7 separate regions of the Mus musculus genome follow, and regions 2, 3, 4, 5, 6 and 7 are each linked to region 1. Evidence: chromatin contacts called from public HiCAR-type and promoter capture Hi-C data. All regions are on one chromosome and are shown on one strand. Each heading gives the region's core, a stretch centred on a gene start, on an enhancer-like site or on the middle of the called end of the contact. The rest is flanking DNA. Distances are from core to core; before and after follow the strand shown.

Region 1 (3,632 bases), core at 691-3,190:
TGCTAAATAAATCTAATAGCCCTGTATCCATTATTTGGAAGCTAGCTGAGTTAAGAGAAAATCTTCAACACTTATAAATTCTCGTTAACAACAGGTACCATAACAGGTACCCTTGTTATGCGTACCTGTTGTTATGACTTGACCACTTTGTTATGAGTACCTTATTAGGACCACTTTATGAGAGGATCTAAACCACTCCATTTTAGAACAGGCAGCCATATTAGGCCTTAAGTTTCAGTTTCCCAAAGAAGCAGGAAAGACTCCTTGGGAGAGTCACAGACAATGGATCGTTAGTCAATACGGGTCCTGACTTTTGGCTGAGAGGGAGAATGAACCAGAACCGAGTCAGTTCCTGGGACAACTGGCTGAGAGAGATAACAAACTCTGAATTGGGCTAGTTTCTGAAATTCCTGACCAAAAATGGTAAAACTAATATAGCAAGCAATCAGAAATTGTATTAATGTAACTGCCATACACCTAGCTAATCATGTTAGAGATTACTTAACCCTTTCAGCAAACTCCACTAGCCCTGATTAAGAAGAGCTCCTCTTCTGGTCACCATTTTGATGAATGATTGACCCACGCATGCTGGTTGTTTTTGCAGAATAAATATTGTTTGCCTTTACATACTGTTTGAGTCTGGGGCCTTCCTTCAGTGATTCTCAGACTCTAACACTTGCAACATGTTATGGCGGTTTAAATAGGAATGGCTCCCATAGACTCATGTGTTTGAATACTTGGTCCATAGAGAATGAATGGTGGCACTACTGGGAGGTATGGCCTTGTTGGAGTAGGTGTGGCTTTGTTGGAGGAAGTGTGTCACTGGGGTGGTATGGGTTCTGAGGTTTCAGAAGCTCAAGCCATCTTACTTCCTGCTGCCTGTCAACCAGGATGCAGAACTCTCATTCCCTCCTCTAGCACCATACCAGTCCTAGGGTTTTTTTTTTTTTTTTTTTTTTTTTTTTGGACAGGGTTTCTCTGTGTAACAAGCCCTCCTGGACTCTCTTTGTAGACCAGACTGGCCTCAAACTCACAGGCCTGTTTCTGCCTGTTTCTGCCTCCTGAGTGCTGGGATTAAAGGCATGGGCTACCACACCAGGCTAAATATTTTTCTTTCTAAGAGTCACCCATGGTGTCTCTTCATAGCAATAGAAACACTAAGAAACATGCCTTTGTTTCACAAGAGGTTAAGACTAACTAGTTATATTTTGTGTCTATTTGTCTCCCATACCCCACCCCTCCTCAAATTTGGAAACCCCTTATCCTTGACCTATAAAAATCTTTTCTACCTCAAAGTCTGACCTCTTGAACTCCATCTTAGGAGAAGACAGCCTATGTACAAGAATTAAAAGTTTGTTTTAATTAACTTGCCCAGGATGGTTTGGGCCGGTGGTCTTTCTCCTCCCATCATTGGGATTAACAGTTGGTCCCTAGCATAGTACTTTCTCTATCATCTCATGGCAAACTACACTCACCTTTAGGTCTTAAAGGCTCCATTTGTGTAAAGGCTCCATCTGTGAGGTTGCCACAATTTATTAATTTGTCTCGCGGTATTACAGTGTCGTTTCCCTTGCACTACAGTAGATTCACTTGTGTTTGAAATTTGTTTCTTTCATGACTCAAGCAGGTTACATGGGGTGGCTCAGTACAAGTCTGCTGAATGCTTAACATGAACATAGATCATTAACAGTTGTCTTAGCATCCTTGGTAGTTTATTCTTAGAACACGACTTTTACTTTGCTTCAGGGATAAGATTTATAAGAAACCATGACCTTGTCTCAGCGTCTATTTGGCTGGCCCTCTGTCCAATTTTCCAGCCCACAGGTACCCCTACCTCAGAGAGCCACGCCCCCTTCCAGAGCTTTTTAATGGCGCCAGAATGCTGGACTACAAATCCCACAGGGCAACGCGCGCCAGCCCCAGCAGCCAATAGAGCGCAGTGTTGCTGGCCTGTGTCCCGAGTGACGAGCGTAGGCCGCTGAGCAGCGTCGTCCTGGTTGCTGTGGAGCCGGCTCGCGTGGCCTCACGCCCTGCCCGCCTCCTGTCATGGGCAGCGCCGAGAGCGCCGAGGCCCGAAGGGTGTCCTTCGAGATGGATGAGGAGGAGCGGGTCCGGGTGCTGCAGGGCATCCGGGTGAGCGGCGCGGCGGGAGGGCGCGGGCCGGAGGAGCGTGCGGGCGGGAATGGGAGCCGCCGTCCCGGGGACCAGATACATGGGGCCGCTGGCACTCGGGGGCAGCCGGCCGCCTCAAGTCATTTTCCACCGCCTTGGCTCTCTCGGTTCCGGATTTGTTCCGTGCTCTACCCGGTTTCACTTGTCTTGTGCTTCTCGTTGCGTGTGCTGCAGCACGTTTTGAAAGTGTTCTTCCATTTCCAATCTTGTTCACGTGCCTTTCTCCGTGAGGCAGCAAAAGGAGAGTTTCAGCTACTGTGTATTAGGTCATATGCCTTATCCGCTCTTCAACTAAAAACCTACAGTTGGTCCTTACCACGTCGAACAGGAGGAATAGCCTCACTTGGCTTTTACAAGATGTGCTGGTGCCCACTGACCTTCCCATCCCTTTCCTGGCCTGTTTCCTCATCTTCATAAGATACTTATTTTTGCCTCAGGACCTCCTTGTTCTTCCTAGAAGATCCCAGGTGTTCGATGTTTCTTCAGTTATCGTTAACCTGGCTGTCTTCTTGTTACAGCTCAGGTGTCATCCAAGAATCCTTCCTTGACCACAGTCTCAAGCGACTTCCCACACTACTGCCACACATTTATGATTTTCTCAGCATCCAACACAGTTTGAAACAAATTGTGTTTATTGTGTTTCCCATTAGAGCTCTAGCTGATAGCTTGGCTGAAGTTCTTGTGTAATTCATGACTTTATCACCGGAACTTACAAGAATAAAAGCTCCTGTTTTATTTCAGACTGGCAGCTCTTTACAGGTATTATTTAATTTTTCAACCAATCAATGAGCAGTAGAATTGTTAGTACCTCTTCCTCTGTTTTGTTTTGAGACAGGGTCTCAATATTAAGTCAGGCTGGCCCAGGACTCTGTGTCTGCTTGTCTCATGAGTGCTAGGATTAAGGAGGGGCATATACCACCAAAAGTTTGATTAGTCCATTTTGTAGCTTATGGGGAACTGAGGTCCTATTGGCATAAGTTGTCCAAGGTCACACAGGTAACAAAGTAGGAGACCCAAGACTATAAAGTAGGTCAGCTCCAGAGCTGTTTGTTAAACTTCTTGCTAGACTTTCTTCTATACCTGTGCATGGCACTTAGTGTGTACTTGGTCGATAATTGTTAAGTAATTACATGAGTGAACTCAATGAAATAAATCAAACTTCAAACAAAATGCTCTGAGTTGGCTCTAGGTGAATTAGAGAGTAGATTCAGAAAAAGACTTCAGAGGGTCTGACATCTGAACTCCTTAATAGAGCTATTTTTTATTTAGCTTACAAGAGCTATTTTTTGAGTTTTACTTGGGGAGTGGAGAGAGAGAGAGAGAGAGAGAGAGAGAGATAGAGATATGGTGGGAGGTTATCCTGGGTACTATCAAGGATCAGATGAAGATGTGTGTGAAGCAATGGAGAAGACATGAGGGATGCTTTGTGGGGGGCCTCAGAATGTGCAGCATGTCAGGAG
Region 2 (3,270 bases), core at 714-3,213, 770 kb before region 1:
GATGATTTCTACATCAGACTCTATCAGATATGATGTGCACGCTAGAATACAACAGTAGAATCTGTTGCTTGTACAAGTTAAGTCTGGTTCTTCCTCCCAGCCCCATACAACACACAAGATATCCTTTTCAGGTGCTATACCCTACATATAATAATAATCTTCATATGAGAATAATCTACAATGCACATTACTAGTGCAGAGTGTATATAAATGTTAATGTGCAAGCTAGATGCTGGCTAAAAGTAAAAAGAACAGACATGATTCCAGAAACTGATTAGTCTGTCAAAAATCAGTATAAAAGACACAAAAACAGCTGTGTCACACACCGGCTCCTGATGAAGGAGCATCACTCTATTCATAATATTGGAAAGGACAGGGGTCTGATCCAATGTTCGAGGCGTCCTTGGGAGCTCTGTGTCCTCTAATCAATGGGGCTTCCAGAGAGGCTGGAGAGGGACCAGAGAAGCACCAATGTGTGCTCATTCCCTCAGTATTTTAAGGTGGCATATTTCGATTTATGTATCTTGGACCTCTGACTCCTCTGGTATTGTTGAACGAGTAGACTGAGAAAAATAAAGTCCTGACTCAACTCTGAGAAGAGGTCACTTCCAATGTAAGCATCTTAACAAAGGTTTGTACCCTCCCCACGGATAGCTGCGATTGTGCATGCCACTTGGCTGTAGGAACCCAGAGCTTCATATCTAAGTACCTGAAAGGGACTTCAAAACAAACACGGGAGTGTTTTTGCCTTATTCTCATTTAGATCAGGGCGCGTAACGCCTCCACCCCGACCTCCGCAAACCCTGCCCAAACAAGCGACAGTTTGGCCCTTGGGTCCAGACCCCGCCGGGTCCCGCCCGCCCCGGCAGGTCCGCGTCTCCAGCTTACCGGGGAAATCACACTTGTAAGGCCGCTCGGGCTCGAAGTGGCTGCGCTGGTGGGAGTTGAGCTTGGCGTGTGTGGGGAAGCGCTCGGCGCACACCTCGCACTTGAACAAGCTCTCCTGCTCGTGGCCCTTCATGTGCGCCTTGAGGTTGTAGACGGTGGTGAACTTCTTGCCGCAGCCGCCCACCGGGCAGCTAAAGGGACGCAGCTTGTCATGCGACTGCAGGTGCCGTTTGAGCTTGTAGGAGGTGGTGAAGGCCCAGCCGCAGCCATCCAGCGGGCACTTGAAGGGCCGCCGGCCCTGGAGGCTGCCGTGCGTCAGCAGGTGCACCTTCAACTGGTGCTTCTTGGCGAAGCTCAGCGCGCACTGCGGCTCCGGACAGCGGTAGGCCGGGGAGCCAGCGCTAGCGGCCACCGGCCCGCGGCGGGACGCAGCAGCGCTCGAGGGCTCCAGGCCCGGGGTGGTCGCGGGATGCAGGCTCGGGGCGGCTGGCGCGGGCGCCGCAGCCAGCGTGAAGACGCCGCGGTCGAAGCGCACCAGGAGGTCCTGGTTGTGGATGGTGACCGTGCCTGCCAGAGCTGCGCCGGGGGCGGCGGCCGGGACCTGTTCCGTGGGGCTCGCGCCCGAATCGGGCTCGGCCTCCTCCTGACCATGGGTGTCGGCCGCGCGCGGCACTTCCAGCAGTACCACGAAGGAGTCGCCGCCGTCCTCCGGGGGCGGCGGGCTGGGCCCCGGGGCCTCCTCTGGACGCGGCCCGGGCCCGCCATCTTCCGGGCCCCTCAGCAGCAGCAGGCGACGGCGCCCGGGACCGGCACCGAGGGACGGCCCCGCGCCGCGGCGAAGTCGGCTCGGGCCACCGCCATGTTGGTCTCCGCGCGTGGCCGGGGCGGCCAGCACCGCCGGGAGGTCCATCTTAGGCCCAGCTGAGGCGTCCGAACCGCAGCCACCGGAGAAGAGCTGCCCAGCCCTGCCAGGCATGCGCGCGACACCTAGGGTCCGCCCCCCGGGAGCCTCTGTCAAAGCTGAGCTTAGACTACAGCCCAGAGTCGCATCTCGAGCTGCGCGTGCGCAGGAGCCGTGGGCGTGGGCGTGGCGCGCGAGGGCTGTCGGGACTGTAGTCACGAGGAAGCCCAGGGGCTGGAGCAGGGGCGGAGCCTCCAACTTGTCTTGTGCTTGGAGTCCCAACTTGGAAAAAGAGGGTCTTCAGATTTGGGCTCCTACTTTTGCATCTGGGTAGCGCAAAGGAATGAAAACTGATTGCGTTTCTTAAGAGTTCCTGTGCCCTCTGTACTTTGAAAATACGAGCTAATTCAACCTGTGATTGCCAAGTGTAAGGAAACAAGTCAAGTTTACCTGTGGCCACATGATCCAGAACTGACACTCAGGCTTTGAACCTCTCCACTTTGCTTGTCATCTCTCTATGACCTCGCCGAAGAGCGCGTCTATCTGCTGCTACTGTGCCACCGACCTGATTTGCCCTGTAGCAGGTCCTGATGGGATCCCTACCTAAACCACTAAAGACATTCCGTGTTTCCTTGATATATGTCTGCCTTCTAAGTTGCTGGTTGTTCCCTGAATTCCACAATCCCCCTTGTCTCATACGGATTCATCTGGAATCACACCACTCCTGTCATCACCACTCAAATTCAAACTTATTTCACTCCTAGGTTCTCAAATAGCTAAGGAACCTGTCTTCCGCTCCACCTTTACCCAACTGTCTCCCCGCCCCCACCCATTCCAGTCCTTTCTGCCTCCAGCCTGTTTTCTGTAGGTCAGGCTTTAGTCTTCTGAAAGTTCAAATACTATTAAAACTTTGCCAACCTGCCATTTGCACCTACACTGGTTTACCCCCATTTCCCACCAATTTGCCCCTTAAAATGCAAGGGTATCTCCCTCCCCCTGTGTCTCCCTGAAGAGGGATGGAAATATGTCTACACAAAAACTACTTGCATGCTTATAGTAATCTTTGTTACAACAACTCGCCAGGGGAAACAATGCAAGTGTTCATTGTCAGATGAATATATATTCATACAGTGGAATATTTTTGAGCAATTACAGAGTTTTGCAAGTTATGTCATGACCAAACCTATGAAAAATATTTCAGCCACAAAAGAGAATGTGCTATAATGCCATTTATATGAAATGTCTAGAAGAGCTAAGTTATACAGACAGTAGATTAGTGGGAGATGGGGAATTAGGGCTAGCCTCTAATAGGGATGGGTTCTCCAAGGAGCAAAAGTTTTTGGCATTAAAAGTGTTGATTGAACAGCACATCTGATATACAAAAGCTACTGACAACAAATGACAGCAATGACACGTCTGTATGCTTCTATTAAAAATACATTTAAAAAATGAGCACAGAAATAGCACATCTGTTTGTGAAA
Region 3 (3,353 bases), core at 520-3,019, 740 kb before region 1:
AACAGTGAAAGAATGAGTAGTGTGAAGGTGTGGAAAGTACGCACACCTGAACACACACACACACACACACACACACACACACACACACACACACTCACGCATGCACACAAGCACGCATGCGCGCCTGCGTGAACACATGCAACCCCACATGTATACCCACACATCCACACATGTGTGGGCATGTGCAAACACATAATGGAGACACAGACAAACACCCAGGAATACATGCAACCACATTTGTACACATATATATGTGTGTGTAAGCACATAGACACACAGGAACACACACAACCACATATGTATACATGTGTGCACATGTAAGCACACACACACACACACACACACACACACACACCCCAAATGGAAAGCAAGTCAACGAAAGAGAAGCTTTCACTAAATTTTGGGACTTCATCATAGTGGGAAGACTAAGTCACTTCCTAACTCTAACTCCTCAGATCTGCAAGTCACCTCTCCTTTAAGGATGTTTGTTGTACTCTTCAAACACAGGGTGACGTACAGGAATAAAACCAAAGGGGCCCGATTTCTCAGTTCCTGGCTGCCCTTCTGCTACCACAAAACACTGTGGAGGTTAATCACCATCATCCAGCCACAGGGGTGTCAGCAGAGGCCCTTGGAGCAACAGAGCCTTCCCAGCTCTTGTGGCTACTCAAGGCACTGGTGCCAAGGAGGAAGAACATTAACCACAGCAGAGACATGAGCTCAGCAGAAGAGACAGGTCAAATGATAAGACAAGGTGACCACCACCCCAGTCCTTCTACCGTAGGCTCCTCTCCAGCACCAGCCCTGTCTTGCCCGGTGCTACCCCATTTTCTAGGACCCTCAGTTCATTTCTTTGTTTGCTCTCATTCCTGGCTCCTGTCCACCAGTGTCCTACCCCAGCAGCTCTGAAACATGCTCCCTGACTGTGGGCAGCTCTGGAAAAGCCCAGGAGTGGTGTTCCCCAGAACAGCAGTCTGTGGGTGAGGGTGGTAGTAGGGCATTTTATTTAGCTTTTGTACTTCAGTGTCTTTCAGAAAAGCAGCCTCTCATGGCTCAGGGACTTACTTCAGTCTGGCAGCTTGGAAAGCTCTTTGGCCTAAATCCCTTGTGCAAAGGGAGCCACCAGGTGAGGGGCTACCTGAACTGTCATCCTTCCCTGCACTTCTGTGTCCTTAATGGACACAGCTGCAGTCAACGGGAGGTTTTGGGGTAGGGGCAAAGAAAAACTGTTGCAGAGGACACAAGGGTCACTCAGTGTTTGGAGCTGGACAAGGTTCATGCGAAGGTGCTGAGCTAGGGCCACTTCACACCCTGCCTCTTCCTGTTCCTCACCAGAGGTGGCTGCAGCACCACCACCACAGACTGTTTGGGTGACCTTGAGCCCCAGTGTCCTCATCTGGAAGTGGGAGCCCCAATTCCGAGTCTTAAGGTGTGGCTTCACCTGAAGAATGTCAGTCTGATAGATGCTGACACACCCCCTCACCCTTCGCTGGGAGCTGGTAGGGACAGGGACAGCTAATATGTGGAAAGAAAGAGGGGTATCCAGCCACCTTGGCCACCTAAAAGGTACCAAAGGGCCCCAGAGCCCCAGAGGACTGGGTAGCAGTTGTTACCTGCTCTTCTTCAGGGCTGAGGTTCGGAGTTCTAACCGGAGCATGTGGCACCCCAGCCCAGCGACCCCGGTTCTCAGGAAGGGGTCGTAGGGGCAGACCAGAGCACAGTTCCTGGAGGCTGGACATGTCTGCAGAAGCTGAGGTGGAGGCAAGTATGAAGTGACTGACTGGGTAGTCAGGGGCAAGCAGGGTGGGGACAGCCCCAGGGCCACCTCCTCCAGCCCCTCATTGGGTCCAGAGAGGGCATAAGGGGCAGGTCATTTGGATCACTGCCTGATAGGTTGGTTGCCTGAGTGTTACTTGCCAGAGGAGAAACTCCTTGGGGTCATACCCAAGTTAGATGGGTATGAGTTTGGGGTGCTGGTAGGCTTTGAGGGTGAGGTTTTTTCCAATCTTAGAGGGGGTCTAAAAAGTGGCAATGTTGGAATATTGATGGTGGGCAGTCATGTGACATTGAACCTGGCTCAAGCTCTACAGAAGCAAGTCCCTTGTATTCCATTTCCCTGACACTTGAGCAAGAAGGGGAAGGTAGGTGTGGTTACAGCTTTCCATGCCCCCAGCAACCTCTAATCATTAACAGCTCTGCATAAAAGCCTTTCTCCACATCCTGGCCTTGGACCAAAGGCCAATGCTAGGTGTCACTTCCCCCCGCCCCTAGCCAGGAAAGGTCCACCATTGAGTCCCAGTGATCCTGGTAAATGTCCACTCCTGGCCAACTTCATGCCCTTTGCTCTGTCCCTGTGTACACAGGTGGGTGGTGACCTACTCCTCCATCTGCAGAAAAAGGTCATGTCACCCGGCCTTTGGCAGAGTGGGAAGGTGAACCATTGGTCACTTAGAGCAGTACATGAGGTGGCTGGCACTTGTGCTGGCCCTCAGAACTCCAGTCCCATGTCACTGAAAAGGAAACTGAGGTCAGAGAGGCAAGGAGACTTCCTGAAGTCCTGGAGCTGGTTATGAGTGAAGTTCATATTGGAGACTTGGGACCCCACAGTTGGATGGAGACACCACTGAAATGGCATCTGTGCTTAAGAGTCCAGTGTACATGCGGGAGTGGTGTGAAGACATCAACAAGACGTTCTATAGCACAATTAGAAAAGCAGATCTGTCTCTGTCTGCAGTCCTGCGTCTGGGGACACCAGGGGGCATTCTGGGTGGCCTTGTGGTGAGAGTATTTTTGCATCCTTGGGAGCCGGTCTTGTGACTCCTGGATAGCCCCAGAAGTCACTTGTTTTCCAGGGAATCCCAGGGAGGGGAGAGGTGGAGGTGGGGTTAATCACCATTGACAGATGCCACCAGTCATGACAGTGTAAAGAGTCCCACAAAGTCCCTAAGGAAGGATTCACAAGGCTCCTATGAAGGGACCCCCAGGGTACCAAGAAGCCCACAGGGTCCACAACACTCACAAAGTCCAGAAGGGTCCACAACTCTCACAACTCATCCTGAATGCCTTCTATTCAGCTGACACCCAAATCCTTCATGGTACACAGGTGAATAAAGTAACATGCTACCCCGAGTTTGTGTGCTTCTGATTAGGTTTCCTTTTTCTTTAAATTTATTTTTTATTTTTAATTATTTTTTTATTTTTTATTTTTTGTTCCAGGGATATGCTAATCATCCATCTACCCTTGAGTTTCAGTCCTAGAATTTTTTTTCACATTGTGCATTTTTTAAAAAAATTTTGACAAAGTATAAAAGTGCATATCATTTCTTTTCACCTTAAATATGAGTTTGTGTACA
Region 4 (3,177 bases), core at 340-2,839, 830 kb before region 1:
ACTTGGGTTACAAGGAAGGGTGTGGAGCTCTCTGCTGTGGGCCTCAGATGCCATCTGAGGACATTCTCGGCCTTTGTGTTGGTAGAAGTTAGAGGTGTGAACATTCCGAGAAGAGTTATGTAACAGTTACAAGAATGTTCTGTCAATCACAGTGGCTGTTTCGAGGGCTAGTATTACCTCAGATAATTTTGGCTCTAGATTTGCAGCATTCCAACTCTCCGCAGTCTTTGAGGTTTCACCGATCACTCTGGCTTGTACAATGTTGAACACAGTGTGCCTTTCTTCTAGGATCTTAGGCTCACATTGGTTCCTCATGCTGAGGGGTGGTGGTTCAGAACCGGACCTAGTCATCAGGATGGTAGTAAGTACTGAATGGATCTGCGCTGAGAACAATACCTGGCTTAAAGGACACCCTGTGAGGGTTCACCGGGGACTCAGGACAGGTGTGCTAACACCAGGAATGGTAGCACCCTCATTTGTTCTCTTTTGGTGGCTTATTTTTCTAAATTCGTAAAAGCCCTCGTGGTGTGAAAGATGAATGATTTCTGAAATATTTGCTTGACTGGTTGAATAAATAAGCACTCCAAACCTGGTGCAGGTTTTACTGTTGTTCTTCCTTCCTTCCTTCCTTCCTTCCTTCCTTCCTTCCTTCCTTCCTTCCTTCCTTCTTTCCTCCCTCCCTCCCTCCCTCCCTCCCTCCCTCCCTCCCTCCCTCTCTCTCTCTTTCTCTTCCTTCCTTCTCTCTTTCTCTCTTTTTCTTTCCTTCTTCCTTCTTCTTTCTTCTTCCTTTCTTTCTTCCTATTATTTTTGTTTTGTTTTGTAGTTTGTCTGGCTATTTTGACAGCCTACTGGGAAGCTGAGGCCAGAATATTGGGAATTCTAGACCACAGTGTAAGGGCCCTCCTCCAACACCAGGCAGGGAGCCACTTGCTTGCAAAGAGTATTTAACACTAGCTGCATAAAAAACAAACAAACAAACAAACAAACAAACAAACAAACAAAACCAACAAACCACATATGCAGGGCCCACCCTTTCTTCCTGGCTCCCCCATGCCCAGCGCTGGACTGCCCTGCGGGATACTGTCCCTTTGGTGATTCAAGGGTCCCTGACCCATTCCAGGATCCTTCTACACTCCTACCCCTGGCCTTCTTGCCTTGGTTCTATCTCTCCACCCACTGGGTGGCGCCAGCGACCCTGAGTAGCGCCAGGAGCTAAGGGAGACTGTCTTTGGCACATTCCTAGCCTGTAGACTGTTTTACCGTCGTCCTCCCCGGCCCCAAGACTCCTAAATATTCTCTGAAGAGCCAGGCTGTTGTCTGTGCCCTAGCTGCAACAAAATCCTTTACGGATGGGCAGGAGAATCTGGGGGTGAAAGAAGCTAGTGCGCTGGGCAAACGTACCCTGTCCCCGGGTTGCAGGGTTGCAACAACCCGGATCGCTCTGCTTCTAGTCGTTGTCCCTTCCCTGAGTCCGTGTCTTCTGCTCTTTAGCTGCCACAGTCCTGCACAGTACTCCGCGCCCGCCGGCCCGCCAGCCCGCCCAGTGTGCCCGGGCCCGCCTCCGGGGCTTTATGACATCACAGCTCCTGTGAGAATAGTTGCCTTGGCGTCGCAAACGCAGTTCAGGACCAGAAGACTGGAGAATTGCCGACCGAGGCTTCGGAGCAAGCTGAGTGCACGCGGCTGGTTGGTGCGCGCGGGGCTGGGCCAGGGGGCTTGGGGGTGGGCTCCAGCGGGGTGGCTGTGGGGCTCTGGTCCGAGATCAAATACTCTATTGGGTCCCTTGCAAGGCTTTGCGTCCTTCGGTGCTCTTTTCCACTTTATCTATGACAGGCCCCATTTAAGCACTGGTCCATTCCCTTGCTGCTGCATTCTTGCCCCAGGGTGTGGTGTGCCAAGAGAAGCTGGGGTGTTAGGAGGCAGGATTCTCTGGTAGTGTTTTGGCTGAGGTAGAGATGCTCAGACTGCAAGCAATCCTGGGCTCCACCCTCGGCCCTGCTTCGTTGAGATTTGGAACACTAGTTGAGCTTCTGCAAACAGGAAAACTCACTTCATTTTGAAGGGAACCTAGCATAGCATAGCGTCGGGAGCTCTAACAGGTGGAACAGAGGGCTTGCTTCCGTGCAGATTGCATTCTGGAAGACATATGCAATAAAAGTCTTGTAAGAGGTAACCACTTGACCTTGTAAAGAAGAAAACGAAGGGTCATTACATGCATTGGTGCAGGAAGGTCTCTCAGAGTGACATCTGAGCCCAGTTTTAAAGGGAGAAGTCCCGCCCCTCACCCTTCCAACCTCACCTAGGTGAGAGGCTCCCCAGAGGCTCCAGGCAGACCAAAGCTGGTGTGTTCCGAGAACAGGAAGATATGGGCCAGCCTTGCCCAGGAGGGGAATAGTAGATTCCATTAAACCTGGATACAGGGAATAGGCAGTGTTAGTCCACATAGTGGAAATGCAAGTCACTCAGTTCAAAGTGGGCTGTGGGTTTGGGGGAACCATCCTCTCAAGTACTGTGTCACTCTCCAGGCGAGAATCTGCTTCAGCTAAGGCCAAGCTTTGCACACCGGTTGGTCCTCAGCCATGGCGTTCAAGGCACGGTCCTCTAGGTTCTCCGTGAAAATGGTTGAAGACAGTAAGTACTGAGCTGGGTGGGGGCTCCTGGAGGGCAAAAGGAACCCTGGGACAGTTTGGTGTAAACTCACTCAAATACTGACGTAGTTCTAAAGCAACACTGTGCATGCTTTTCCTGTGGCTATCGTGATGCAGAACCCCACCTAGGGCTTCATGGCTTAGCTGGTAGAAGCCTGTTGCACAGCTTTGACTGCCATGAGAAAAAGGAGCACAGGGCTGGTGCCTTCTGAGGTTTGTGGAGAGTCTGACCCAGGTGCCTCTGCCTTCTGTTGGGCACTTGGCATCCTGACTGCCCTTGGCCTTAAGGGCGCCACCCACTTCTGCCTTTGCTCTTCCATAGAGTTCCTCCAGTGTGTGTCTGTGCCCCAGTGTCGTCCTTCTTATCACTGTGAACTTGGGTGTATGCTAGAATGTTCTCAGCTTTCCTAAACACATCTGCAATGGCCTTTATTTACAAACAAGGCTGCATTTTGAGGTACTGTGGGGATACGGACTTCCGTGCATGAACTTGAAAGAACACATAGTAGACAGTAGCAGGTAGGGAGAG
Region 5 (3,287 bases), core at 477-2,976, 870 kb before region 1:
TTCAGATTCTTCCAGGACTCAGAGTACTAGGGCCCTGCCCGCGCCCAAACTGCCCCTCTAACTGTTCCAGGCCTGGATCACCCTACTGAGCCCTGGCTTTGGCGCCAATGGCCCCCTTTGTGGAAGTCCTGGCTCTCTTAGCATTCCAGATGGGAGCTCATTATTTAAATCTCAACTCAGAAGCCACTCCCACCTTGGACAAGCCACCAGGATTATATTCTTCACGGTCAGGTATCACTGTGAAAACTGTCTTGTATGCTCAAGCCCCACCAGAATACAAGCAGTCTTGACTGTTCACTACAGGGCTAGATCTAGAGTCAAAACCAGACCTAGCCTTTGCTGAATGTTTCCAGAATCCAGGAGTAAATGCAGGAGTGGAGTGGCCCTAACCGGTTATAACACAGGATCTTAAAACAGTGCTGAGCAACCCTGGGGACACTGAAGTACTGAAGGCCCAGGGGATCCAGGACTTCCTGGACCCAGGACTTGAAAGCCCAAGTGCCAGCGATCAAGCCGGTCCCAGAAAAACAGCAGCACGTGGCGTAGCCAGAGGCGCAGGCTGCGTGCAGGGGGAGGGGGCACCCTGTTCTGGGCACGGTCCCCGGCAGGCCGCTGGACTCCGCCCCCTCTCTTAGCCGGCCAGGCCTGCTGTTTATCCTCCCGGGGACACAGCGGCTGTAGGAACAACATGTAATTGATAACAAGCCGAGAGCCGGCCAAGGGCTAGCCATTGGGTCAGCGTGCAAATCACGGGGGTGGCGAATGGGGGCCGGTCTTCAAAATAAGAGTCTTCTCCCTGAGGAGTCCGAAGGCCCCAAAGTTACTGCCATTCTCGCACCTGTAGGGCGGCGGGGACTCCCCATGGTCGGGGGCAATATCTGAAGGACTCAGTCAAACATTTGAGATTTCACCTTCCCATACCGTGGTAGCAAACCTCCCCTGTGCCCTCCAGGGGAGAATGTTTCCAAGAGGGATGACCTGCCCCCTGCGGCTGCTACCCTCAGCGGTCCCTCCGGTAATGTTTGTTCAGAGGGGCCTGAGGACTCTGCGTGGGGATACGGAACATAAGCGCACGCTGCGGGTACGCGCAAATGGGTGTGAGTTTGTGTCGTGTGATTGCGTGTGCTGGGCGCAGTGCAGCCGTGCGGGTGTCCGCCAGGTGCCCGCGCGTGGGTGCCCACCCGTGGGTGTGAAGTACGTGGGAAGGAGGTGGCTCGGACTCTGGCGCACAGCTTCGGAGAGTACCTTACCCTCCGCCCAGTGACCCCCTTCGCGTCCCCTCTTAGGCCACCGCAACAGTGACCGACAGTAACCTCTCCGCCCCTTGGTCTCCAGGCCCCGCCATATGGGAGCGCAGGTCCAGGAGTGCCACGGACGCGCGTGGGCTCCGCGGGCAGAAGCTGCGCACACCGGATTTGCCCTTTGCAGGCCCGGCGCGCTCACGGGGGTCCCCGCATTTCCGGGGTCCCCTCATTTCCCGGGCCTCCGCGCGTGGTTCCTACAGCGCGCGCCAGGGGACGGCCCGTGATCCCCAAGGGAGGACCCACGCGGCCGCGGTACATCGCGCGTCTCCCACCTGGACTCCGCGTCGCCTGGCGCGGCCTCGCGCGTGCGGCCCGGCTCCGTATGCGGCCGCGCGTCCAGCGCTCCTGGCCGCAGCCCGCACTCCCTGCGGCCGAGCTGGGCGCTCGCCGCTCGCCGCTCTCCCCGCTCTCCGGCCGCTCACGTGACGCCGCGGGCGCCGCGAAGGCTCGCAGGAGGCTCGGCCTCGGGCGCGCGCCCCATTGGCTAGCGCCGCGCGTCACGCGCCCCCGCCCCGCCTCGGCCGCACCCTCCCGCTGCCCACGCGCTCTCCGGTCTCTTCGTGGATCTGCACTGGGTCCTCCGATGCGCACGTGAGACGGGTTCTAGAATCCACTGAAAGCCCGCAGAGTCCCGAAGTGCAGACCACGTGGGACCTCGGGAGCGGAATCGTCCCTGCAACCCCCTCCGCATTCCTAACAAGGCCCGATCTAGTAGGGACCGTGTCTAAAGGGACCAATTGTAAAAATACATCTGGTCTTTCCTCCAGCGGTCATGGTTACTCACGGGAATGGACGCTCACTGCGCTACCCTAGACTTCTGCGACTGACAAACTGCGGAGGTTTGCTGACCACCACCAGTGGCGGCACCTCCCCAAAGACTGCAGGGTGCTTCTGATCTGCAGAGGGAGTTCCAGATTGCAGTCCCAAGCCATCATAGACAGCTTTTGCACCGGTTTAATGAGGAAAGTGAAGCCCAAGAAAACACGTGAGCAGAGAGTGCTGGGTACCCTGCTGTGCACTTTAGCCTACACTGCCTGGCTTCAAACCCGGGCGGCGTGAAAAAACCCGCTGAGAGCGAGCGTGGGCCTTCTTAGCCAAGCAGATAGAGGGCCAGGCACAGCCAGGTCTGTCTTGTCTTTCCCCTGCTTCTTAATACCCAGGACATTTGGACAGACCTTCCTTCCTGGCGCTTCCTACCTGACACTGCGAGGTGGCCAGCCTTTCCCCTTGCTTCTCCAAGCCGTCCCTGTTGGGGCCAGGATTTTTAGCCAGATCCCTTAAATAAGGATCTGAGGATTCTCCAGGTGAGTGCCCATGATCCAGCAGTTAAACTGAGTCTTAGCCAGAGCACGGAAGGAGTCTGTGCTTAGCACAAGATGGTCATCAACGTTCTGATTGATCATAGGCCCAGTCTGAGTCTTCCCCAGTATTCTACAGCCAGTGAATAGCTAGCCAGGGCTAGCACGCAGAGCAGGTGGGGTTGGCTAGTCCATAAAGTTGATTGATCCTATCTTGTCAAGGGAGGGCAGGGTCAGGCTGGGCCAGCACACTTCTCCATAGCCCTGCCTACCCTGGGCTCTGCATTCCTCACACTCTGTCTGTCCAATGTCTCCCACCCCCAGGGAGAAGTGCAGTCAAAGATCAGAAGCTTGAAAGCAACAGTGTAGCTGAGCGGCCTCAGTCCACAGGGAAGATGCCCCAGCTGTCTAGAAGCCATGGCCAACCTAGGACATTCTGCCTAAACCTGAGTCACATTAGGCATCCTTGCTTCAGAACCTTCCCAGGGCTCCCAGCTCACTCACAGGAAGTATATATAACCCCATTCTCTCAGCCTTCCTCAGTCTCTTTTGGGTCCCTTTGTTCCATGACCTCTCTTTCTCAGGTTAACCTGCCAGGCGCAAGCTCAGGACCTTTGTACATGCTGTTTGTCTGAGTATGATTCCCTTCCCAACATTCCCATGGCTCCCTCCTTCACTCAAGTGG
Region 6 (3,198 bases), core at 188-2,687, 970 kb after region 1:
CATATTTTACCACAAAGATTTTTTTAAAAGGAAAAATATGAGTGTGCACCAGAATGATCCAACCTGAGAAAGACTTATTTCTATGACCCCCAAAGCTTTGGGGGAGGGAGTAACGGAGTATTATTGTACAGTGTCTCATGTGCCCCAAGCTAGCCTTGAACTCCCAGTGAAGCCGACAGCCCCTTAAATTCCTGATTCCCCTGCCTTTACTTCTTGGGTGCTGGAATTACAAGTATGTCCAACCACTTCTAGCTTGATCTTGACTTTAAGAGAAAGGAATCACACACAAAAGAATCAGAACGGTTTCTAGAAACTGAAACAACCAGGTGACAGATTCTCTCCTAGAAATACACATCCACTGACAGCTTCACTTTAACCTATCGAGATCCTCACCCTTCCTAATGCTGTGACCCTTTAATACAGACTCTCATGTTGTGGTGATATTTCCAAGGGTCTTAGGTGACCCCTGTGAAAGGGTCATTTGACCCCTCCTCCCAAGAGCTTGTAACCCTCACACAAATGTGTATTACTACACTAAAGCCATTCTGGCTCGTTTTAAGCTAGCTGACTTAATACTGAGTCTTTAATCACAAAATAGATGATGCTCTATGACATTCTGAGGGGTACTAGCTCCCCATCACTGAGAGCACCCTGAGAACAGAATTAATCTTTTCTCAGGATTCGGGGACACTTTCCACTTACAGGAAATCCCCCCTCCCACATCAGAAGCTGAGTGCTGAAATTCAGTTGCCAGCTGTAATAAATAAAAATACAGAATTCTATGTTCTGTATTGAAACCAAAACCTGTTTTTGGTTTCAAAACAATGAGTTGCTTCTAAATGTGGACTGGCCATGCGATCTCTGAAACATATTATACGAAAAAAAGAAAAGAAATACCACTTGTATGTCTGAATTGTATATTTAACTGGATTCCTGTGTTTTCTTCAGCAACCCTACCATAGGCCGTACTCAATAAGATCACACAGAAGCCTCGGGTGAGCTTTGCAACGTTTAAAGATTAAATGAAAGACGTGTCCCCTTAAAAGATCCGATTTCCAAATTCTCTTTTCAAAGGTGTCTTTTTGGGCTCTTGACTGACAGAACACCGTTGTCCCTAGCGCGCGGTGTGGCGCGGGAAGACCCCGCGCAGGCGCACTTGCCGGTGAGGGACCTCTGGGGTCTGTGTGGAACAGGCGCGGGAAGACCCCGCGCAGGCGCACACTGCAGCGCGTGTCCCGGCCGCTTCCCGCGCGGAGGCCGAGCACCTGTTACCTCTGGGTGGCCGCCAGCGCCCTCCTCGTCCTCGCTGGGACGCCGCCTGTCCCTTGCACCCCCCTCGCTTGGTCTATTTATAGTGCTTGTCAGCCCAGGCCCATTTCGGGTAGTGTAGTCAGTCAGGCCTGCCCCGCCGCGCCCTCCCGACCCCGCGTGTGCCTAGTCACGGCGCCATGGCGGCGGAGCAGCAGCGAGTAAGTAGGGGCCTAGAGAGGGGACGCCCCCTCGGTCGGCCGGCCGGTGTGGGGTCAGCGGCCGCTCCGGTCTCCCTGCGGCATAATCCATTTGCTAGACCTCCAGGATAATTCCCTTCCCTAAATGACCCGGCTGATTATTTTGCGACCCCGCTAGACTATAAATGCCATCGAGGTAAGGGCTCTCCTGCCTTCCCGGAGCCCATAATAAAGCAGGGTTCGGTTCGTTTAAATTCAATCAGCGCTGAATGTATCCCTGGGCGACTCTCTTAACTTTAAAGCCAGGAATATAATTGCCTTGCATTTTCCCCACATGATTCTTAAGAGGAACTAATGAGCTATAATGCATATTAAAGCACTCGGAAAAAGTATAAGGAACTGGGTGAATGCAAAACATTGCGAGCACACCAAAGGAAAAAGAAGAGAAAGCTTATTTGTCTTTATCATCTCTGTGACTCATTATTGCAAGCCTTATGTACATCTGAGGGTGACTTGTTCGTATTAAACAAATCAGGGAAACGACATCAGCGGGGAAAGTTGAGTGTAATTAGGGTGGTATGCATGTTCAGCCATTTCCTACCGCGCTGGCAAAAGTAGGACTGGGGAAATCTGGTGATGGCAGAAACAACATACAGTAAGAGTGTTAGGTTATAAACCAGGGGTCACAAACTTAAATGGCTGTAAAATCACCCTCAAGAAGAGAAATAGGGAAGGCACCATAAATAATGGCTGACACTTAGGGCTTAGCACGGGTGGGCAGATGTGCCAACTGAGAAGCTGCAGCTGGCTTTTAGGTCACTTGGAAATAAGCCATTGTTGCCATTTTTTTTTTCTATAAATGCGGGAATGTTTCAAGTTTGCTTCAGCTGGCCCTTCCCCAGGAATGAGGCCTCTATCTCAGAGAGCAAATAATGACTGTGAATTAACTTTGAGGGTGGAGGTCAAAAGTAGATGTCATAATGCCACAAATAAAGGGAAGAAAGTCTCCTGGAAGGATTTATAGTTGGACAAGAGGATAATAACTTAAAGCATGGTTTAAGCAAAATCAGAATCTCCAAAGCTAACATATACATGTAAAAACACAAAGAGAGAAGGGCAGATATAGTGACACATGCCTTTAATCCTAGCACACAGGAGACAGAGGCAGGCAAGATTGCTGTGAATCAGAGGCCAGCTAAGGCTACCTAGAAAGACCCTGCCTCAGAAATATTTATTCAGATATAGGAGGGTAAGGTTATTAGGAATGATGTAGAACTAAACAAAGCATTAGTTTGATCAAACAACCATACCAAGAAACTCTTTTTTTTTTAATTTACTCACTTTACATTCCCCTCCCTGTCACCCCTCCCACAATATTTCCCCCCTCCCTCCTCCTTTTATCCACTGAGCAGGTGGGGGCCCTCCTGGGTATCACACACACACACACACACACACACACACACACACACACACACATATCAAGTTTGTGAGGCTAGGCGCATCCTCTCCCACTGGGACCAGACAAGACAACCCAGCTAGAAGAACGTAACTGAGATACAGCAACCACTTTTGGGATAGCTTGGGGATAGACTCTCCCCTCCCCCAACGCTCCTGCTCTTGTCAGATCTCTGAGGCTAAGCAGGATGGGGCCTGGACTGGAGACCAAGCAACTCTTCCATACCAGGTATCAACACAGACACGGAATAGAGAAGTGAATAAAACATGAAGTCCTTTACTTCAGAAAATGTTA
Region 7 (3,258 bases), core at 318-2,817, 870 kb after region 1:
CAACTTTGCTAACACCGCTGTGCCAGGGGTGTCAGTGACATGAGAGGCAGGTCACGGAAAGGGTGGCCCTCATGATGACGGAGGAGGAGGAGGAGCAGGTGCGATGAAGGAGGACGAAGAGGAGAGGACTTACTTGGGTGTGCCACTGGGCTTCCAGTATCTACAAAAGAGGTACTGTCCGTCTGCATTGACCAGGTGAGGCAGGTCCTGGTAGGGAACATTCTGTGGAGTTCGCCTGGGTGAACTTGCCTCAGGCATCCTGCAGGGGTCTTTAGGCCCTTGGAAGAAAGGTGGACATATTCTAAAGTCAGAAATACACTTATGTCCATATGGGAGGAAAGAAAGCCTTTTTTGAGTCAGGACTGTGGCTGTGGCTTCTTTTCTAGGCAATTAAACAAAAAACAAAAAACAAAAAACAAAACAAACAAACAAAAAAAACCCCACCAAACCCCAATTTGATATATATATTTTAAAATTACATACATCTCTTGCAAACCCCTTCAAGATTGAAAAGTCCTGTTTGTCCTTAAGAAAATGCTCACTTTATTTTTTTAAAGTGCCTCAGTATAGCCCCCCTCCCATCTGTGTTTATTTTAAATCATCTCAGGAAACTTCATCTTAAAGACTATTTTAGCTGTAATCAAGCGGAAATTACAGTCAGTTCCGTGGGTACAAAGCCCCAGCTGCAAGGACCCATCTCTCCTAAAATCTCCACTGTGCGGGTTTCAGGGGGCATAATAAGTAGGTGACGCGCCCCAAGCGATTTTTCCCTTCTGAATGCCAAAGATGCCATGACAAACCTGTTTCCATTAGTCTTGGCTTTTGCATTCCACTACCGCCACAGCCTCGAGTATCAGCGCCAGGCAAACGAGGGCTGTTCCCTCATCGCGGCCGCAGGGCAGCACCACGGGGTCCGCGCCCTCCCCGCCTGGGCTGCAGGGGTGCGAGTTGCTCCCTCCTGCTGCTCCAGCTCTAGCTCATGTCGCCACTTTTCCAGAACACACCCCTGAAGGGGTTCCGGGAGCGAGGGACAGCCGGTCCCCAGCCCGGAGCTGCTGCGAGACGCGCTCCGCGGCACCGCGCATTCGCGCAGATGCGGGTCCCCGAGCAAAGTCACCCCGATTCTCCGACAAACTTTGCCTCTTGCCCGCCCGCGACCGCTTAGGGAAGGAAACCTCGCGGCTGTCATCGGCACGCCACACAGGACGTGGACCTGGCCGTTGTTCCCACACCGGTCTGGGAAGATGCAGTTGACGGGCACAAGTCTGTTTGGGGGTTGGTGCGAGGGCGCGAGGGGCGCGTTCACGCGCACACGCTGACACGCGCGCACACTCGTGCGCACGCACACGCGCGCAGGGGACCCCTGGCGGCGGCTCCTATCCTGAGGCAGGGGCGGGAGGCAGTTACCCGGGCCACGAGCGCCGCTGTCACGTTCCCCGAGCACCACGCGGGTCCGGGTCTGCGGCGGGCTAGAGCCAGACTACTGCGCGCGGCCGGCTGCGCAGCGATAGGGCGCGGCGTCTGCGCCGCCACTTTATCCCCAGCCGCTCGGCGGCGGGGGCGGCCCGCTGGGTGGGGACGCGCGGGGAGGCGGCGCCGGGGCCCCACGTGTGCCCGGCCCCCGGGGAGGAGCGGGGCATCGCCCGCCGACCTGCCTCGCGCTTTTCCTGGCCGCGTGGGGGACCTTCACGGGGCACTGAACCGAATTATGGGGCCCTTCCAGCCCATGCGCACAGTCGAGAACACAGACCCTCACACTGGTCCCCGGAGCAGAAACACGCTCACTAGAACTGCATGCACATGTTTACAGTTGCACACGTGCGAGACCCACATTCAGATAGCACAGGTGTAGGCACACCCACAAGGACACATCCTCAGGACCCTTCCCCAGATACAAACTACACACAGAGGTACAAGTGAATGTCACAGTTACTACATGAATACAAACACACAGCATGGACGCACACGCCCTAGACACCATGCACACAGATAAAAACAACACACCACACACACAGTGAGTGTCAGCGCAGAAACCACAGCTCTCATCTTACAGGGGAAAAGATTATTCTGGAGCCATTTTGAATGACCATGAGCTGGAAACACAGATTTAAGTTACCCCTAATTCCATGTTCCTATGTGAAAGCAGTTTCGGGAAGTTTTTTGGGTTTTTTTGGTTTTTGTTTTGTTTTGTTTTGTTTTTAAAATAGTTTTACAGAACAGATAAAGCCGTATATCAAGGCAAGTTTAAAATACATTGGTGGGTACAACAGAGAGTCAGGTAACAGTGAAATGGGAAAGTGTTCCTATAGGCTCAAAATGCTATCTGATAGCATTGCTAACTTTTGGATTTGTAGAAGCTAACTATCGTGTTAAATCAATAGTTAAACAGTGTTCATCTATTGCCTCAAGAAGTTAGTTCTAACAAAGAGGGGCAAGAAAGAAATGGCTGTTCCTGAGGGCCCGAACTTAGCCCAAAATAAAGTAATTTGCCTCTGGACCTGGAACATTCCAACCTCTCCATAGTACTGAAACTTTAATCAGCCAGCTAATCTCAGCAGACACAGCTTCCCTTTAGTTTTCCGCCTCAGCAGCAGAAGTAGCTCCTTTCCCCATGTTTTTGTTCACAACAGAGAAAAACAACACACCATATACACCCAGAGAGCTAAAGATGCGTGACATTCACGCACAAGCGCTTAGAGCTCTGAGAAGGAAGCAGACATACTGCAAGCAAACACACACACACACACACACACACACACTGCATGAAACCATTTCCCCTAGGTGCCCCAGGATCCAGGTCCCACTAGCACAGCTGCCTATGTGGCTGTGGAGTCTGGAATCCAGCACTAAATTTACAGCCTGTCCACTGTGTCCTATGCCTGCCACCTGTGAGTGACAGCTGCAGAGGAAGGATGACCCCAACCCACACCCATCTCCTCAGGCTTTCCAGGGCTTTCTTCTTGGCCAACCACTTTGCAAAATAGCAGGGTTGAATAGTATCATTGTCAGGGCAGCACAGTGGTAGTGTCCACCTAAGGTGAGGCTGCAATCTAACTTGACTTGAATGGTAAAAGGGGTCTCTGAAAGACAGATTGGTTGCAGGCCATGCAGAAGGACCTAGCTCACCCTCTGCCTTAGGCAGGTCTCCAGGGCTTGGACACAGAAGGAGTGGCTAAATGACTTCTTGGAGTTGATTTTGTATTTCCTGGCAGGTCAGGATTAGGGTAAGCAAGCTCAGGCGAAGGACTGGGAGCCTGT

What was found. Promoter capture Hi-C pulls out the DNA fragments that hold promoters and counts their contacts. HiCAR-type assays count read pairs that join an accessible place to other places.
Region 2: a HiCAR-type map of astrocytes shows a contact between it and region 1, with 4 times the contacts expected there. The contact joins the promoter of Zxdc here to the promoter of Chchd6 in region 1. A contact is called at or near these places in 4 of 39 promoter capture datasets (hippocampal neurons, liver, second pharyngeal arch cranial neural crest and 1 more), 2 of 484 Hi-C or Micro-C datasets (CD4 T cells and muscle stem cells) and 2 of 115 datasets of contacts at active chromatin or transcription factors (astrocytes and extraembryonic endoderm stem cells).
Region 3: a contact with region 1 is called in a promoter capture Hi-C map of liver. The contact joins the promoter of Uroc1 here to the promoter of Chchd6 in region 1. A contact is called at or near these places in 13 of 39 promoter capture datasets (the 3T3-L1 cell line, HPC-7-derived erythroid cells, cranial neural crest and 8 more).
Region 4: a contact with region 1 is called in a HiCAR-type map of embryonic stem cells, with 6 times the contacts expected there. The contact joins the promoter of Cfap100 here to the promoter of Chchd6 in region 1. A contact is called at or near these places in 14 of 39 promoter capture datasets (the 3T3-L1 cell line, 3T3-L1-derived adipocytes, embryonic stem cells and 8 more), 2 of 115 datasets of contacts at active chromatin or transcription factors (astrocytes and embryonic stem cells) and 1 of 9 other capture datasets (embryonic stem cells).
Region 5: a HiCAR-type map of astrocytes shows a contact between it and region 1, with 4 times the contacts expected there. The contact joins the promoter of Klf15 here to the promoter of Chchd6 in region 1. A contact is called at or near these places in 7 of 39 promoter capture datasets (the 3T3-L1 cell line, cranial neural crest, frontonasal cranial neural crest and 3 more) and 3 of 115 datasets of contacts at active chromatin or transcription factors (astrocytes and embryonic stem cells).
Region 6: a contact with region 1 is called in a promoter capture Hi-C map of pre-B cells, with 4 times the contacts expected there. The contact joins the promoter of Kbtbd12 here to the promoter of Chchd6 in region 1. A contact is called at or near these places in 6 of 39 promoter capture datasets (the 3T3-L1 cell line, hippocampal neurons, liver and 2 more).
Region 7: a promoter capture Hi-C map of pre-B cells shows a contact between it and region 1. The contact joins the promoter of Mgll here to the promoter of Chchd6 in region 1. A contact is called at or near these places in 11 of 39 promoter capture datasets (the 3T3-L1 cell line, 3T3-L1-derived adipocytes, cranial neural crest and 6 more) and 1 of 115 datasets of contacts at active chromatin or transcription factors (astrocytes).

Annotation. Positions count from the first base shown.
Region 1 is chr6:89,593,960-89,597,591 of GRCm38.p6, reverse strand. It overlaps Chchd6 (coiled-coil-helix-coiled-coil-helix domain containing 6), which reads left to right and starts at 1,940. Exons shown (of 8, transcript NM_025351.3): 1 at 1,940-2,133. The coding sequence starts at 2,047.
Region 2 is chr6:90,368,187-90,371,456 of GRCm38.p6, reverse strand. Zxdc (ZXD family zinc finger C) reads right to left here and starts at 1,963. Exons shown (of 10, transcript NM_173002.3): 1 at 889-1,963. The coding sequence starts at 1,798.
Region 3 is chr6:90,331,705-90,335,057 of GRCm38.p6, reverse strand. It overlaps Uroc1 (urocanase domain containing 1), which reads right to left and starts at 1,769. Exons shown (of 20, transcript NM_144940.2): 1 at 1,614-1,769. The coding sequence starts at 1,739.
Region 4 is chr6:90,426,892-90,430,068 of GRCm38.p6, reverse strand. It overlaps Cfap100 (cilia and flagella associated protein 100), which reads left to right and starts at 1,589. Exons shown (of 17, transcript NM_173775.3): 1 at 1,589-1,690; 2 at 2,526-2,631. The coding sequence starts at 2,580.
Region 5 is chr6:90,461,015-90,464,301 of GRCm38.p6, reverse strand. It overlaps Klf15 (Kruppel-like factor 15), which reads right to left and starts at 1,726. Exons shown (of 3, transcript NM_023184.4): 1 at 1,577-1,726.
Region 6 is chr6:88,625,668-88,628,865 of GRCm38.p6, reverse strand. Kbtbd12 (kelch repeat and BTB (POZ) domain containing 12) reads left to right here and starts at 1,437. Exons shown (of 6, transcript NM_001278671.2): 1 at 1,437-1,469.
Region 7 is chr6:88,722,721-88,725,978 of GRCm38.p6, reverse strand. Mgll (monoglyceride lipase) reads right to left here and starts at 1,567. Exons shown (of 8, transcript NM_011844.4): 1 at 1,408-1,567; 2 at 134-278. The coding sequence starts at 258. All of the region lies in intron 2 of Gm26588 (a long non-coding RNA gene), which reads left to right.